Regions from separate parts of the Mus musculus genome. Here all the other regions are linked to region 2. Evidence: chromatin contacts called from public promoter capture Hi-C data. All regions are on one chromosome and are shown on one strand. Each heading gives the region's core, a stretch centred on a gene start, on an enhancer-like site or on the middle of the called end of the contact. The rest is flanking DNA. Distances are from core to core; before and after follow the strand shown. Region 1 holds the start of Ect2 (ect2 oncogene). Region 2 holds the start of Rpl22l1 (ribosomal protein L22 like 1). Region 3 overlaps Mynn (myoneurin). Region 4 holds the start of Nceh1 (neutral cholesterol ester hydrolase 1). Region 5 holds the start of Tnfsf10 (tumor necrosis factor (ligand) superfamily, member 10).

Region 1 (2,700 bases), core at 68-2,567, 1.7 Mb before region 2:
AAACACTGGAAATGCTTAAATACACAGATCATTTATTACCAAAACAGCTCCATAATATACAGCAAAAGAGCTACACGCTACACTAGTGATACAACCAGCATCTAGCACCCAACATCACCGCAAACTTAAGTGCACCAGGTCACTTTCTTCCTTTTCACATATTCTACAGACCTTTTAAAAATAAACACAACGGAATCGTGATCATAAAAACAATCTATCTTTGACTCGGGATGTGACTCAGCTGCAGTCAGTGTGCATGAAGTCATCCGCGGGCACCTCAGAAACCAGGTAAGGTGAAAGTACACCTGTAATCCGAGCACCCAGAAGAGGGGGTAGAGGCAGACAGAGTTCCTTGTCACCCTAGGCTCCACAATTCAAGTCTATGCTGGGGTACCTGAGATCTTGTCTCACAAACACATGGATTCTTTTAAACAAATAGTCATTTCAGCTTTTCTTTTAAATAAACCTTTTTTTTTTCCATAAACACGTCACACCAGAGTAAGGAACCCAAACTACAATAGTGTATACGTTATTGATAACAGTGCAATTAGCGATTCTCATTTACTTAGAGCTCAATATTTTAGTCACTATCTTAAATCTTTCCCTTGCCACTTTTTAACGCTTGCAGCCATCCTAAAAGACAAATGTCACTGTCATATCCAGTTTGTGGCTAAGGAAGTTGCTCACACAGCGACTCCTAGCCGGGTCTAACTGAGGGAGCTAAGTTAACCGCTAACCACACACATCTGTGGCCAGGAAGGGGCGGGGCGGCCTGTGTTTTATATTTTTAAAAATTGAAAATCGGAATTCTACAGGAATTCCAGAGGGAAACCACAAAACAATCAAGGCAGCTCGGGGCTGCGGCGGGCGGGCGGGAGGCCAAAATCCCGGTCCCAACTGCGCCCTTCACCCTGAGGCGCCGGACAGAAGCAGAATAGATAGAGAGCCCAGCCTCCCGCAAGGAAGGGCCGGGACGAGAGCAGAGGGCAGGACAGGAGGCGGATGTGGGGAAGGAGGATGGAGGGGAGCGGGACAGACAGGTACGCAGCCGTGGGAGCTCACCGCGGCGGGGGCGCCGGCCTTGGTCGCCACGGCCCGTGCTCAGTTCCGGGTTCCCGAATCCCTTCCCGTCCCCCACTCACCCCGCAGTCCTCACCACGCTCAGAGATTTTAAAAAGGAACCACGACGGCGCAGTCCTCGCTTATCCTTCTCAAACACTAAGTCTCCCCCTCACAGGCGCCGCCATGGCTCGAGAGAGGCTGCCGCCTCCGATTCAAAAAAATCCAGTCGCTCTCTCTAAGAGCCATGCTGATTGGCGCGCTCTGTCAACCTCCTTTTGATAGGCTGGAACCTCGGGCGGACTGCCGATTGGTCAATCCCAACGTCTGCCTTCGGGAGGCGCCGGCTGATTGGTTGTGAGTGTGTTTCAAATCCGGTAAACGGCTGGAGCGTGCGAACGTCGGCGGAGTGCCCGGATGTGGGCTTGAGGAGGCGTGGCTCTGCAGCGCCTCTGGATGCAGCAGGTGTTTCTGTGGTTACCGCTTGTTTACTCCGTAAACAGCCCAGTTCCTGATGAACGGTCTCTCTGCCATCACCTCCAACTTCAAGAAAAAGTACCAAGCACCGCAAACCGATCCGCTCTTACTACTAACCAGATTTTATTTTTGAAGACAAGCTTGCATCTGAGTAATTAATATAAAAAAGTGTATAAGGAGATTTTAGAATCTCCTGAAGCAAAACTGCTTCTGGGTGGGTTGCTCCCTCCCCACCCCAACTCCCAGCTTAGGAATGTTAGTGACTGTGCTTGGAAGTCTAGAAAAGAAGGGATTGTTTTACCCCTGGGATCAGTATTGCTATTTTGAAATTTGTTTCTAGATGGAATGTTCTATAATACAGTCGCCTAGGCATACACTTCTAGCTGGGTGTGGTCTCAAAGCCTGTACTAAGGAGGACAAGACCAGCCTAGGCTATAGGAGACCAGGACTCAAAACAATTATTTTTCACTTTCAAAACCTTACCAAGTGTTTGGATCGGTTGCTAGGCCCCAAATCTCATTAAGAGGTTTTTAAAGCACTTTTGAAATTTAGATTGATAAATTTTATGTGTCTTTTTGCCTATACATATTATTTTTTCCTGAACGTATGTGCATTTGTGAGTGCCTGCTGTCCTTGGACATAGGAGGAGGCCAGATCCCCAGAGACTGGAATTACAGAGAATGATGAACCACCAGGTGGGTGCTGGAAATCAAACTCACGGCCTATGTGTGAGAAACAAACGCTTTAAACCACTGAGCCAACTCACTTTAAGCCCAAAATCTACTTTAAAACCAAAAGAACTTCTTGACAGCCTAAGCAGTTCGACAAGTCTACGGTGAGTTCATAGAATGAGTAAAACAATCTATAGTTTTGTCTGTCTGGTTGGTTGGTTTTTAGGGTTTTTTGCCTACCAGTATCTATGGCCTGCCAATCACTAGAATTCCGCACTAGCCTTTGGAGTGGAAGAAAGGAAAAATCGGCCTGGACCTTGCCCAGAGAAGTGTGCTTGCAATTTAAACTGGGGTGTGTCTGGCATTCCAAGCATTCTCCTCACTAAAGTAGAAGGCAGCCGCCTCCTTTGTGCCCTGCCCGAGGAGAGCTAGCTTCCCAGTCTGTTGGGTGAGAGTGTAGGATTGCAGTGCAGGAAGGCTAGCTTAGCCTCTT
Region 2 (2,700 bases), core at 88-2,587:
TGTGAACACTCTATACATAGCCTCCCTCAGTAATAGCCCTGGGGCCTCCCCTTGAGCTGGATCCCACTTTGGGTCTGTAGCTGGACCTTCTTTTCCTCAGGCTCCTCTCCATTTCCATCCAGGTAATTCTTTCAGACAGGAACAATTATGGGTCAGAGGTGTGACTGTGGGATGGCAACCCCATCCCTCACTTGTTGTCCTGTATTCCTGCTGGAGGTGGGCTCTAAAAGTTCCTCTCCCTACTGTAGGGTGTTTCATCTAAGGTTCCTCCCTTTGAGTCCTGGGAGTCTCTCATCTCCTTTAAATAATTGGCTTAAGTGGTTATTGTTATGACACAGAAAGTTGCCAAAGATAAGCAAAACAAAAATTTTAAATGTCAATTAATGGCCTATTTTCAAAATATCTAATGATCATTTTGATCTGCAGAACAGGAAGCCCTTTAGGAAGAAATGTCAACCCTGGCCCCTGCCTGAACATTTGGAACGAAAAGTTTTTGTGATTCTTAAGGCAAAAAGATTTTAAAATTTAATGAAATTGATTTCTTCTAAAACCTCAGCACCACTAGCACCATACCCTACACTGTATTAACGCCTATTACCGATCGCTTGGATAGAACACAACTCTTACATTCTAGGGCCTTTTCCAAATCAACAACTAAAGTCCATCCCATCTCCTGTCCCTAAATACTAGAGTTTCACACTAACAGAAACGTATACTACTGAACACCAACAGCCTCACCACTTTTCTGACCTGGCGTCAATTACAACCGCTCAAAATTCAAATGCTTTTTTACTTTCTGTCATCAAGGTACGTCCATCCTAGTGTACTTTGTAAACATTGATAGTTAGGTTTCAGCAGATTGTGAGTCAGTAAGTAGAAAGTACAATAAATTATGCCTATCCAATAAACCCAAAGTGTACTCAACTTGTTCTTCTCAGAAGGACATCCTCTACCTTAAAAGCTAGGCAAAGCATAGAACTTTTTCTCTGGAGGACTATAATCGCAACATAATAGAGACGATCATAAAGCAACATTGAGAGTCTGCCTTGCCCTGAATTATAACAGATAACTCCTGCATCCCTTGAACTTACTCCACTCTGGTTTGTAAGTTTGCAAAGTCCACAGCCAGAGCAGAGAATCAGTCGGCTCCGGCTTCCCACTCGAAGACGCAGGCGGAAACCAAACGCCAGGGCATCCCCGCCCCCCAACGCCACGCCTCCGTTTCCTAGGTGACTGCCAAGCACTCCGTGCATATCCGGTTCCGAGTTGCGTATTTCGCACGCTCTGCGTATGACGCAGCACGTTTTTATATAAAAGCGTGCGTGCGGCGCAAGCCCGTTCTCTTCCCACGGCTGCAGCTCAACATGGCGCCGGTGAGTGCGCGCGCGTGTGCGGGGCTCGGGTATTACAGGTAGCTATTGCGTCTAGCGAGCGGGAGCGCCGCAGGAGAGAAGGCGGTGGGAAGAGAGTCGGCCTGGCGGCTCGACTGGGACGATAGAATCCGGGTTGCGGAGCCGTCCGTGAGTGCCGTGCGGCCTGCGCGGCGGGAGCCGGGCCCGCGACTAGCTTAGTATCGGCGGGCGCGGTCGGTCTCTGGGCCTCTGGGTTTCTCCATGGCCTGTGGTCACCCTGTCAACGGAAGAGAGCCTAAGTGGCCAGGTCCGCGGTTGCAATGACGTTAGCAGTTTGAAGAGCGTGGTTTAAACATTTGGAAAGTCACTATAACCAAAATTGTTAAAAATAAGGTTGCTGAGTAAGGATTCAAAACTGAGTGACGTCTGATGGCCCCATCGGGACTGCCTGTTCACTGCACGGCAGTGAGCGAGTCCACCCCGTCATTCACTCAAATGCCAGTTCCGGGTTTGCGATAATTGGAGGGTGGTGAAGGTATTATTAATTGGTAGCCATTTAGGTGACTCTGTTTGGACCAATTACAATAAAGCATAAAGAGACCCATTACCCTAAAAATGGTGTTTTAAGTTCAGATAAAACTTGAAAAGCACCCAGGTGGGTGTTTTAATTTGAAATTGGAAATAACATCAGTTACAGTAGGAAGCAGTTCTTCATAATCAAGCAAGATTTCTCTACTAAAATAAGCTTACACTTGGAAGGTACTTAACTGGAAATGATGACGTTTCATGGGAATTGAAACATTGGTTTAAACCAAGCTAATGAGTAACCTTTACATAGAGCACAGGCTCCTTCAGGTGTTGGTCAAGTCTGTGTATAACCCATTATACCAGATGTATGCTGAGTTGGTAATTTTTTTCTTGGGAATTCAGTGTCTAAGCTGAATAAACTGCTTTAATGGCATCATAATTATGTCTAGCAGAAAGACAAGAAGCCTAAGAAGTCCACCTGGAGGTTTCATTTGGACCTTACTCATCCAGTAGAAGATGGAATTTTTGACTCTGGAAATTTTGTAAGTGTCTTACTGTGATTGCATAGTTGTTGGCATTTAAATGTAGTACTTGATATTAACCTAAGCTGTGCTCCTAGGGTACCTTCCCTAGTGACCATCTAGGGTTTCCTTCCCTAGTTTTGCATTCTTTCTGTTTGAAAATAGGAACAGTTTCTACGGGAGAAGGTTAAAGTCAATGGAAAAACTGGAAATCTTGGCAATGTTGTTCACATTGAACGCCTGAAGAATAAAATCACAGTTGTTTCTGAGAAACAGTTCTCCAAAAGGTCTGTTCTTCT
Region 3 (2,700 bases), core at 47-2,546, 1.8 Mb after region 2:
AGAGTTATTTGTGACGAAAGCTCAGAGACTGAATGTTATTCTTTTAATGCTATGCTGTTACTACTCACTCTAACGTGCGTGCACTTTATGAGAATCTGGGAGTCATTCTAACACAGAGAATCCCTGCGGTAAGTTCTTTACCTACTCTGTTATGATGCAGTGTTTTAGCAAAGCTTCTTAATTATTTAAGTGTTATAGCAGGTGTTCAAACTTTCTTTAAAATGCTGAATATCTTAGAAAGTATTTTCTAATTTTGTATTATTATTTTACTTTAGAGCTTTTTTAAAGAGGGAATTGTAATTATATATTAAATAAAATTTGCTGTTAAATAGTATTCATGTTAAATTCCATAGGATCATTTCAGTGGACAATTTTAAAAGCTTCTTCAAGATTGAAGGTCTGTCAGTTCTTTGAAAAAGTAGTTTATCATTTCTCTACATTTTAATCTTACAGAAATGGCACATGTCAAAGCAGTTAAAGTAGGTAATTAACTCTCTACACTAATTTTAAAAATATCCTAGGCTAATTGTTGTACTGTCTTTACTTCTGTCAGATTGGAGTTTAATAAGAGTACCCATGCCCACTCCAGTTTGCTGTGCTGAATCAGATGTGCTGGGGCAGATATTTGATAGAGAAGCCTCGTAGCTGATTTCAGCATGGACCAAACACTGAGAGCTGCCTCCCAAGCACTGCTTGGTGCTCTGTCTTTGAGAAGCACTTGAAATGACGTTCTGGAATATATATATATATATTATCATTTACCTGGAGATTTTTAATCTGTTATTGAATTAAAAATACCACCAAATAAAAAGATGAATTCTGCATTTTCACTCACTATTTTGACTAACAATGAGATGGAGATATTAGGACATTGATTTCTTTGTTTCTTTTCTACTTGAGGCAGGTTTTATTATGTATCACTCTGTTCAGATTGGATTTATTAAATAGCCTAAGTGTGGAGTTCACAGTAATCGTGCTGCCTCAGACTCCTGCGTCCTGGCTTATAGCTGTGTACCACTCTCTACAGTAATCCCTCGAGACATGATGTAGTCTTCTTTTGCCTTCTTCAACCCCTGCCTCTGCTTATTGACAAAAGATTTGCTGTGTTTAAGGATTTATCATATAAACATAGTGCCTGCCAGGAAATGTACAAAGATAATTCTGTCCACTTGAAGAAAGGCGAGAAAGCCGAGATCAGTAGCTGTAAAATAAGCAGAAATGCTGGGTGGTGGCTCACAGGAAGTTCAAAAAGGAAGTGTGAGCAGTCGAGTAGTGGAGAGAGAAAGGGCCATTCATCGTTCACCTGGGTAGACAAAGAAAGTGACTGAGGGAAGTTACATGTGGCTGACTGAAGAGGAGCTAGGCAGAATGCAGAAAGTATCTAAAGAGAAAGAATGAGGTAACAGTCAGAAATGTGTAACCCAGCAGCCACGCTGACTTGCATGCACAGCCTGAATTCGCTGGGCCGCATTTATAGCCCGTGTGGTCACGTCCTACCGTAGTTGATGGCGGAAAGGCAGAAATTAGACTCCCAGGTTTGTAACGTGATTCCATACAGGTGACCTCAGGTGACTTACTTCAGAAAAGCAGTTCTTAGACTGCTGGGTCATATTCTCAAGAATTTGAGCTGTGGAATGCTGCAGTGTTAAGTAAGGTGTAAATGAAAAGGTCCTGCGGAATTGGCCAGAAAGTCAGTGAGAAAAGTCAAGAGTACTGGAGAAAGCTGGTGTTTTAAGAAAGGATTGCGTCTTAGACCAGTAAATTTGAAGACAAGGGGACACAGTTTCATACAATAGTATGGAAATGAGCCTGTGGAGGTCAGCCTTGTCAGGGCTTTATCTATCTTTGCATACATTGTATTCTGGTCAAGATTTTCCGGTCCCCCAGCTCCTCCCAGATCCTCTACACCTCCCCACCCATAGCCAACTCTGACCCTTTCTCTCTTTAAAAAACAAACAGGCAAACAAACGATTCTGTTCTTTCTGTGTTGGCCATAGGGCACGAGGCCTATCCTGAAGTGTGGCGAATATATCGAGCTATACTCCACTGGAAAAACTAATTTTTTCCTTCACAAGTAGATGTGGATAGCAGATTGCTTCTTGGTGAGGGGTGGGAGTCTAGATCTCTTTCCCTCTGTCCCCACCGGGACCCTGTCTGACTTTAACTTATGCAAGCTCTGGGTGTGCTACCACAGCCTTAGAATTCTTATGTGCCTCAGTCCTATTGTGTCTGGAGGATACTATTCCCTTGGAGTCCTCCATCCCCTCTGGCTCTTACAATCTTTCTGTCCTCTTCTACTTGGCTCTCCGAGCCTTAACAGGTGGGCTTGATGAAGACATCCCATTTAGGACTGTGGTCCAAAATCCCATTGTCCAGTTGTGGGTCTCTGTGTTAGTTTGCAGCTTCTTCAAGAAGCAGCTTCTCTGATTATGGCTGAGTGATATAAGATGCACTGATATATGGGGTGGTAGTAGAATGTTATTAGAAAGCATTTTATTGCTATGTTTCTTTAACAGAAACATATAATTTGGGTTTACCTTGGGCCCGTGGCCTGTCTAGTCTCAAGTTGTGTCAGGAATGAATTCCATCTTATGAAGTGGGTCTTAACTCAGTGGTTCACAGCTTTACCAATGCTATGATCCTTTAGTACAGTTCCTCACGTTGTAGTGACCCCCAATTATACAATTATTTTGTTGCTAC
Region 4 (2,700 bases), core at 195-2,694, 1.6 Mb before region 2:
GAATTGAAATAACAGGAAGGATGATGAAAGGGCTTTACTTTATCTTAAGTGGCATCATTAAAAAAATTACCAAGAAGAAAACAATAAAACAACAAAACTCCTTTCCAAGCTATGAAGGAAGCATCAAGAATCACTGTAGTTTCTTAAAACAACAGCAGCCACTTGGCGGTGGAGAAATGGCTTGGTAGCTAAGTGTTCACTTTTCAAAGGTTTTGCGAAGGACCAGAGTCCAGTTCCCTGCGCCCATGTCAGGCCGCTCAGGATCCAGGGAATCCCGTGCTCTCTTCTGGCATCCACAAACACTTGCTCTCCTGTGCACATTTCCACACAGAGATACACACATCACATAATTAAAAACAAACAGTTTACGATAAGATCTTTGCTTTACTGATTATATATGGTGCTGAGAAGTAACCCCAGGGCTTTGTGTGTGTGGGGGGGGAGAAGCACTCTGTCATTGAACTGAATTCCCAGACCTTTTTTCTATTATTTTTTTTTTCCAGCAAGGTTTCATATAACCCAGGTTGGCTTCAAAATCCTGGTCCTCCTGTTTCCACCTTCCCAATTCTGAGATTACAGGTGCTATCACCAGGCCCAGCTGAGGGCATTTGGAAGCCAACACTGGCCTTATTGCATGAGCTATGAGAAATCAGGTATTAGTTCTCTCTCTCTCTCTCTCTCTCTCTCTCTCTCTCTCTCTCTGTGTGTGTGTGTGTGTGTGTGTATGTGTATCTGTGTGTTTGTTGTGCAATGCCCCCCATATAGCCATGGGTGGCTTAGAACTCACAATGTGAACCAGGCTGTGTGCACCACCATGCCAGAAACTCTCTTTTTAAACCGCTTACTGACTTTATCAAGTGTTTCTCTCGAGAGGAGTTTTGGTATCTTTTGCAGTAGTCTCTTTGTTTTGATCAGATGCTTTATATTCTTTGAAAGTTGCACAGTGCAACTATCTGAGTTTTCTATTTGCTTGTTTGTCTGATACTTTGGTTTTCTTGAGGCAGGGTTTCTCATCTAGCCCAGTATGGACTCAAACTTGTTATGCAGTCCAAGATGACCTTGGCCTTCATCCTGTCTCCTCCTTTCAAGACCAAGGATAACAGTTAAGTGTGCCAAACCCAACGGATTTATTGTTTGTTTGTTACTGTTAGTTTTTCTTCTGATACTATTTCTGGTAGCTCAGGCTGACCCGGAACCCCTTTTGCCACACCTTCAGAGGCAGCTTGGCATCGCAGGCAGTCATACTCACAGTGTCCGCCAGGGGTTGCTGGTTGCTGTGTGTCCTCCGGGCTGCACCACCCTGCTTCCTGCAACCTGGCGAGCCCGCAGCTATTCGCAAGGACACCGCGGAGGGGGCACATCCGCGCTCCCACTTCCTCCCGACGCAGCCTGTGATTGGCTCGCAGCCTGAGGAGGAACACGTGAAACAGCAGCTGCGGCTGGCAGAAACTTGCTGGTCTTCTCCGGGTAGCATCGCACCGTACCGCGGTCAGCTCCGGACAGCCCGGCCTGGGGACAATGAGGTCGTCATGCGTCCTACTGGCCGCTCTGCTGGCTCTGGCTGCCTACTACGTGTACATCCCACTGCCCAGCGCGGTGTCCGACCCCTGGAAACTGATGCTGCTGGACGCCACTTTCCGCGGCGCGCAGCAAGTGGTGAGCAGAGCGAAAGGGGATGCCCCGTCTCGTCCTTGCTCCTCTAAACGAAACCCCCATCGCTTATCCCGGTTGCCCATGGGCCCTTTGAGGATGTCACATTTGCATCCTTGTCCTGCAATAGGGATATCCCGTGTTTCCGTGAACGCGCATCTGCCTCTCCCTGCTTCTTCTGATCTCTGGGGTCTGAGGGTGTCGTGTTTGCATCCGTGTAATGCAGTGGGGGCACCCGGTGTCACCCATGTTTTCTCAGAGTGCACGATTCCCCAGGACCCCTAGCCCGGGCACCGAGGATGTCCTGTTCGCATCCTTGAAGTCCACAGGCAGATAGGAGTGGAAACAGGTGAAGTTCTCCTCGCCTGGCGTCTCTGACAGCTGTTTAACCTTTCCTAGGACCTAATTAGCTCCCCTGCTTTCTTGGTTCGCTGTGTCTTGAGCCAGAGCCTTTGGTAATTTATAAACCACCTCGCCCCCACCTCTGTTGTCCCACTGGCTTGCAAAGGAGGAGTTAATTTTTTTTTTTTTTGCTAAGGGGATTGTGATTCACCGGTGAGCAGAAGCGGGCACAGGCAGTCTCCTAACGTCCCCAGGCCTTAGCGCTCCTTCTGGGGATCGCAGGCTAGGAGGAACCGCTCTGACCTTCGGTTCTCTCCCTGGCATTTCTCAGCTCAGCGGAAGAAAAGAAGGCCGGGAGACTAGCAATCCCGGAGGGCTGTAACGGTCCCTGTTTGAAGGCTGTTTTCTTGTGGCATTTGTTTTGCGTCCTTCGATGTCTGGGAGATAACCTTGGCCTGAGCCGGAGCGGTGTGGCCTTCTTTTAACCTGCAGGGTGGCATTTCTCTGCACTGTATCCTGCTCCTGCACATTGCTCCCCCGTGGGGAGGACAGTGTCATTGGTTTATTCCATGATAGGAGGATTGCTTTTAGTATCAGAAGCGCAGTCTGCAGCTAAGGCTGAACGCCATGACTGCATCGTATTTTTGAGTAGTCAGAGATATGCAGGTTCCCAGCGCTTCTCCACAATCAAGCCACCCTCCACCTCTG
Region 5 (2,700 bases), core at 49-2,548, 1.5 Mb before region 2:
TTAGTTACAGCACCACAGTAGAGTACTACTTCTAAAGACCTTTTAGCAGGTGACAGCCTCCCGTGCTGTGAGGGAGCCTTGGCTTTGTAGTTAAGCAGGCTCCAAAGGAATCCTTCTGGGAGGTGGGAAGCAGCTGCAGACCTGAGAGAATTTGAGTTGAAATGGATTCCGTTTTGTTCCCCACCATGAGATACCAGCCAGAAAGATGTCCTATGGCCCTTGGGAACTGGCACCATTAGAAATAGCAACACTGTTGCTAGAACCTGCAGAGGCCTCAGAGTCACAAACATTGGGCCAGAAGCTGGAGGTGGTTGCTGCAGGCCATCTGATCACACTGTGAACCTGAGATTGTGAACTGTTTCTAACTGTGATACGTCCCAGCCTTTGACCCTAGAGCTTTCTGTCTGTCTGCTGTAAACTCGTGGTGGTGTGGCTCAGCCCTAGCAAAGCCCTTTTAACAAAGTCAACCCTAGGTCAAGAGGCAGAGCCAGTAACCATCTGACAGGGAGTGAACATAGTGAACAGAAAGGGGGTCTTCGAGTGTTTAAGACAGCGTGGAGAAGAAAGGATTCTTTCCTTCTGGGATGGAGTAGGAAGGTCAGCTGGGTGCTTTCTCTGCCTCTCAGAGCTAGGAAGTTATCATCTCAGCATCTGGCTCCTGAGTTTTCATTGGTAAAATTGAACAGCTGGGATTTCTGTTTTTTAAAACAGTTTTAAAAAACAAACAAACAAACAAACAAACAAACTTTGTGTGTGTGTGTTTCACATCATGCACCCCGGTCCCATTCATCTCCCTGTCCCCTCATAATCACCGTCTGCCCTTGAAACTCCCCCCAGATAAAAACACACAAAACAAACTAAATAAACCAAAACAGAGCATAGAAAACATCCCACCATGGAAGCTGTGGTGTCCTAGTGTGTCCCACAGTTTATCCCTCTGTCCACACATCTTCACTTGCAAATGTCTATAGCAATGAGTCATTGTTGCCTTCAGCAGTCTCTGGCTCCTGTGACGCCTTAAATTTTGGATCCTCACTGAGACCCCTCCCGGTCCCTTTGTCCTTTGTCCTTTGTCCTTTGTCCTTTGTCCAGGAGATCCTGCAGCTCCTTCAGGTGCTCCAGCAGTTCATAGATGGGTTAGATCTCAGAGCGCTGGATCTAGGCTTTCCAGCACCATCAGGGCGAGCTCTCCTAGCTGGAGGGTTTCTGTGCACTACGTCCTCGTCACCTTCCTGACTTGCTTAGTTTCACTTTTGGTCTCAACAGTAAAAAGAAACTGCATGGGCACTCCGCCTTCTAACTGTGACCTTCTCAGGCACTGCTGCTGGGCTGCAAGTCTGCATTGGGAAGTCAGACCTGGACAGCAGTATGCCTTCCTCAGGGGCCCTGAAGGACCTCAGCTTCAGTCAGCACTTCAGGATGATGGTGATTTGCATAGTGCTCCTGCAGGTGCTCCTGCAGGCTGTGTCTGTGGCTGTGACTTACATGTACTTCACCAACGAGATGAAGCAGGTGAGTGGCCGTGTGCTCTCAGCAGCAGCCTCTCTTGGCTTTGCCGCTTAGCTTGCTCTTCTTTGAAAGCTTAGCTGTAGATTAAAATATGCCTTTCCCAAGTGCAGACTCTTAACTGCTAATAAAGAGAGGGCTTTATAAAACTGCAAGTTGGCAGACTTCCAAGCAGTTGTAGTAACAGAACAGGCTATGAAAACTACAAATGGATATACCGGCACCTCCAAGAAAGTTTGCTATCATTTCAAAAGTGTCTGTGCAGGGTGCAGTTAGTGGTGTCACTTGGCACAAATGCTTTGTGTGAAGTACTCTAGAGTTCCGTGTGTGTGTGTGTGTGTGTGTGTGTGTGTGTGTAAGAGAGATAGAGAGATAGAGAGAGAGGGGAAGAGAGAGGAAGACAGGGAGAGAGGAAGAAGAGAAGAAGAGGGAGAGAGGGAGGAAAAGAGGAAGAAGGAGGTAGAGAGGGACAGAGAAGGAGAGAGAGGAAGAGAGAGAGAGACAGAGGGAGAGAGGAAGAGGGAGGACAGCACATGGTGCTGTGGAGCCTAGAGATAGATGTCAGCTGTTTTTCTCCCTAACTCTCCATGTAGTTTTTCTGAACTCTCACTGTATTGGCTAGTTTTGTGTCAACTTGACACAGCTGGAGTTATCACAGAGAAAGGAGCTTCAGTTGAGGAAATGCCTCCATGAGATCCAACTGTAAGGCATTTTCTCAATTAGTGATCAAGGGGGCAAGGCCCCTTGTGGGTGGGACCATCTCTGGGCTGGTTGTCTTGGGTTCTATAAGAGAGCAGGCTGAGCAAGCCAGTAAAGAACATCCCTCCATGGCCTCTGCATCAGCTCCTGCTTTCTGACCTGCTTGAGTTCCAGTCCTGCATTCTTTGGTGATCAACAGCAGTATGGAAATGTAAGCCGAATAAACCCTTTCCTCCCCAACTTGCTTCTTGGTCATGATGTTTGTGCAGGAATACAAACCCTGACTAAGACAAATTGGTACCAGCATAGTGGGGTATTCCTGTGACAACCTGACCATGTTTTGGGGAGGATTGTGGAAGGACTTTGGAACTTTGGGCTTGAAGATCCATCCATTGTTAAGAGCTCTGTTGGAGGTTGTGCAGGAGCTTGGAAGATAATGTTGAGAACACTGTAGAAGATGGAGGTCTGGTTTGTGAAATTTCAGAGGGAAAATTA

Evidence for each region. Promoter capture Hi-C pulls out the DNA fragments that hold promoters and counts their contacts.
Region 1: a promoter capture Hi-C map of pre-B cells shows a contact between it and region 2, with 7 times the contacts expected there. The contact joins the promoter of Ect2 here to the promoter of Rpl22l1 in region 2. A contact is called at or near these places in 15 of 39 promoter capture datasets (the 3T3-L1 cell line, 3T3-L1-derived adipocytes, the C10 cell line and 9 more), 3 of 484 Hi-C or Micro-C datasets (CD4 T cells, olfactory sensory neurons and pre-B cells), 3 of 115 datasets of contacts at active chromatin or transcription factors (astrocytes, extraembryonic endoderm stem cells and large pre-B cells) and 2 of 9 other capture datasets (adipose tissue and liver).
Region 3: a contact with region 2 is called in a promoter capture Hi-C map of embryonic stem cells, with 2.6 times the contacts expected there. The contact joins the enhancer-like site here to the promoter of Rpl22l1 in region 2. A contact is called at or near these places in 4 of 39 promoter capture datasets (the C10 cell line, embryonic stem cells, hippocampal neurons and 1 more) and 1 of 115 datasets of contacts at active chromatin or transcription factors (epiblast stem cells).
Region 4: a contact with region 2 is called in a promoter capture Hi-C map of pre-B cells. The contact joins the promoter of Nceh1 here to the promoter of Rpl22l1 in region 2. A contact is called at or near these places in 5 of 39 promoter capture datasets (the 3T3-L1 cell line, embryonic stem cells, hematopoietic stem and progenitor cells and 2 more), 1 of 115 datasets of contacts at active chromatin or transcription factors (large pre-B cells) and 1 of 9 other capture datasets (adipose tissue).
Region 5: a promoter capture Hi-C map of pre-B cells shows a contact between it and region 2. The contact joins the promoter of Tnfsf10 here to the promoter of Rpl22l1 in region 2. A contact is called at or near these places in 10 of 39 promoter capture datasets (the C10 cell line, the HPC-7 cell line, cranial neural crest and 5 more) and 1 of 484 Hi-C or Micro-C datasets (CD4 T cells).

Annotation. Positions count from the first base shown.
Region 1 is chr3:27,152,561-27,155,260 of GRCm38.p6, forward strand. Ect2 (ect2 oncogene) reads right to left here and starts at 1,318. Exons shown (of 24, transcript NM_001177626.1): 1 at 1,143-1,318. It overlaps 1700125G22Rik (RIKEN cDNA 1700125G22 gene), which reads left to right and starts at 1,466. Exons shown (of 3, transcript NR_040548.1): 1 at 1,466-1,750; 2 at 2,180-2,371.
Region 2 is chr3:28,804,171-28,806,870 of GRCm38.p6, forward strand. Rpl22l1 (ribosomal protein L22 like 1) reads left to right here and starts at 1,338. Exons shown (of 4, transcript NM_001347226.2): 1 at 1,338-1,373; 2 at 2,333-2,422; 3 at 2,567-2,688. The coding sequence starts at 1,365. It overlaps Gm32950 (predicted gene, 32950), which reads right to left and starts at 1,181. Exons shown (of 3, transcript NR_166194.1): 1 at 1,092-1,181.
Region 3 is chr3:30,619,050-30,621,749 of GRCm38.p6, forward strand. It overlaps Mynn (myoneurin), which reads left to right. Exons shown (of 8, transcript NM_030557.3): 8 at 1-824. Among named protein-coding and RNA genes, the nearest start is that of Mynn, 18 kb to the left of the region's middle. Within about 2 kb of position 1,297, at least 31 of the 459 cell types and tissues checked have an H3K27ac peak or open chromatin away from gene starts, as enhancers often do. A contact at or near this core is called in embryonic stem cells, where this site is marked.
Region 4 is chr3:27,181,560-27,184,259 of GRCm38.p6, forward strand. It overlaps Nceh1 (neutral cholesterol ester hydrolase 1), which reads left to right and starts at 1,445. Exons shown (of 5, transcript NM_178772.3): 1 at 1,445-1,656. The coding sequence starts at 1,519.
Region 5 is chr3:27,315,779-27,318,478 of GRCm38.p6, forward strand. Tnfsf10 (tumor necrosis factor (ligand) superfamily, member 10) reads left to right here and starts at 1,299. Exons shown (of 5, transcript NM_009425.2): 1 at 1,299-1,512. The coding sequence starts at 1,369.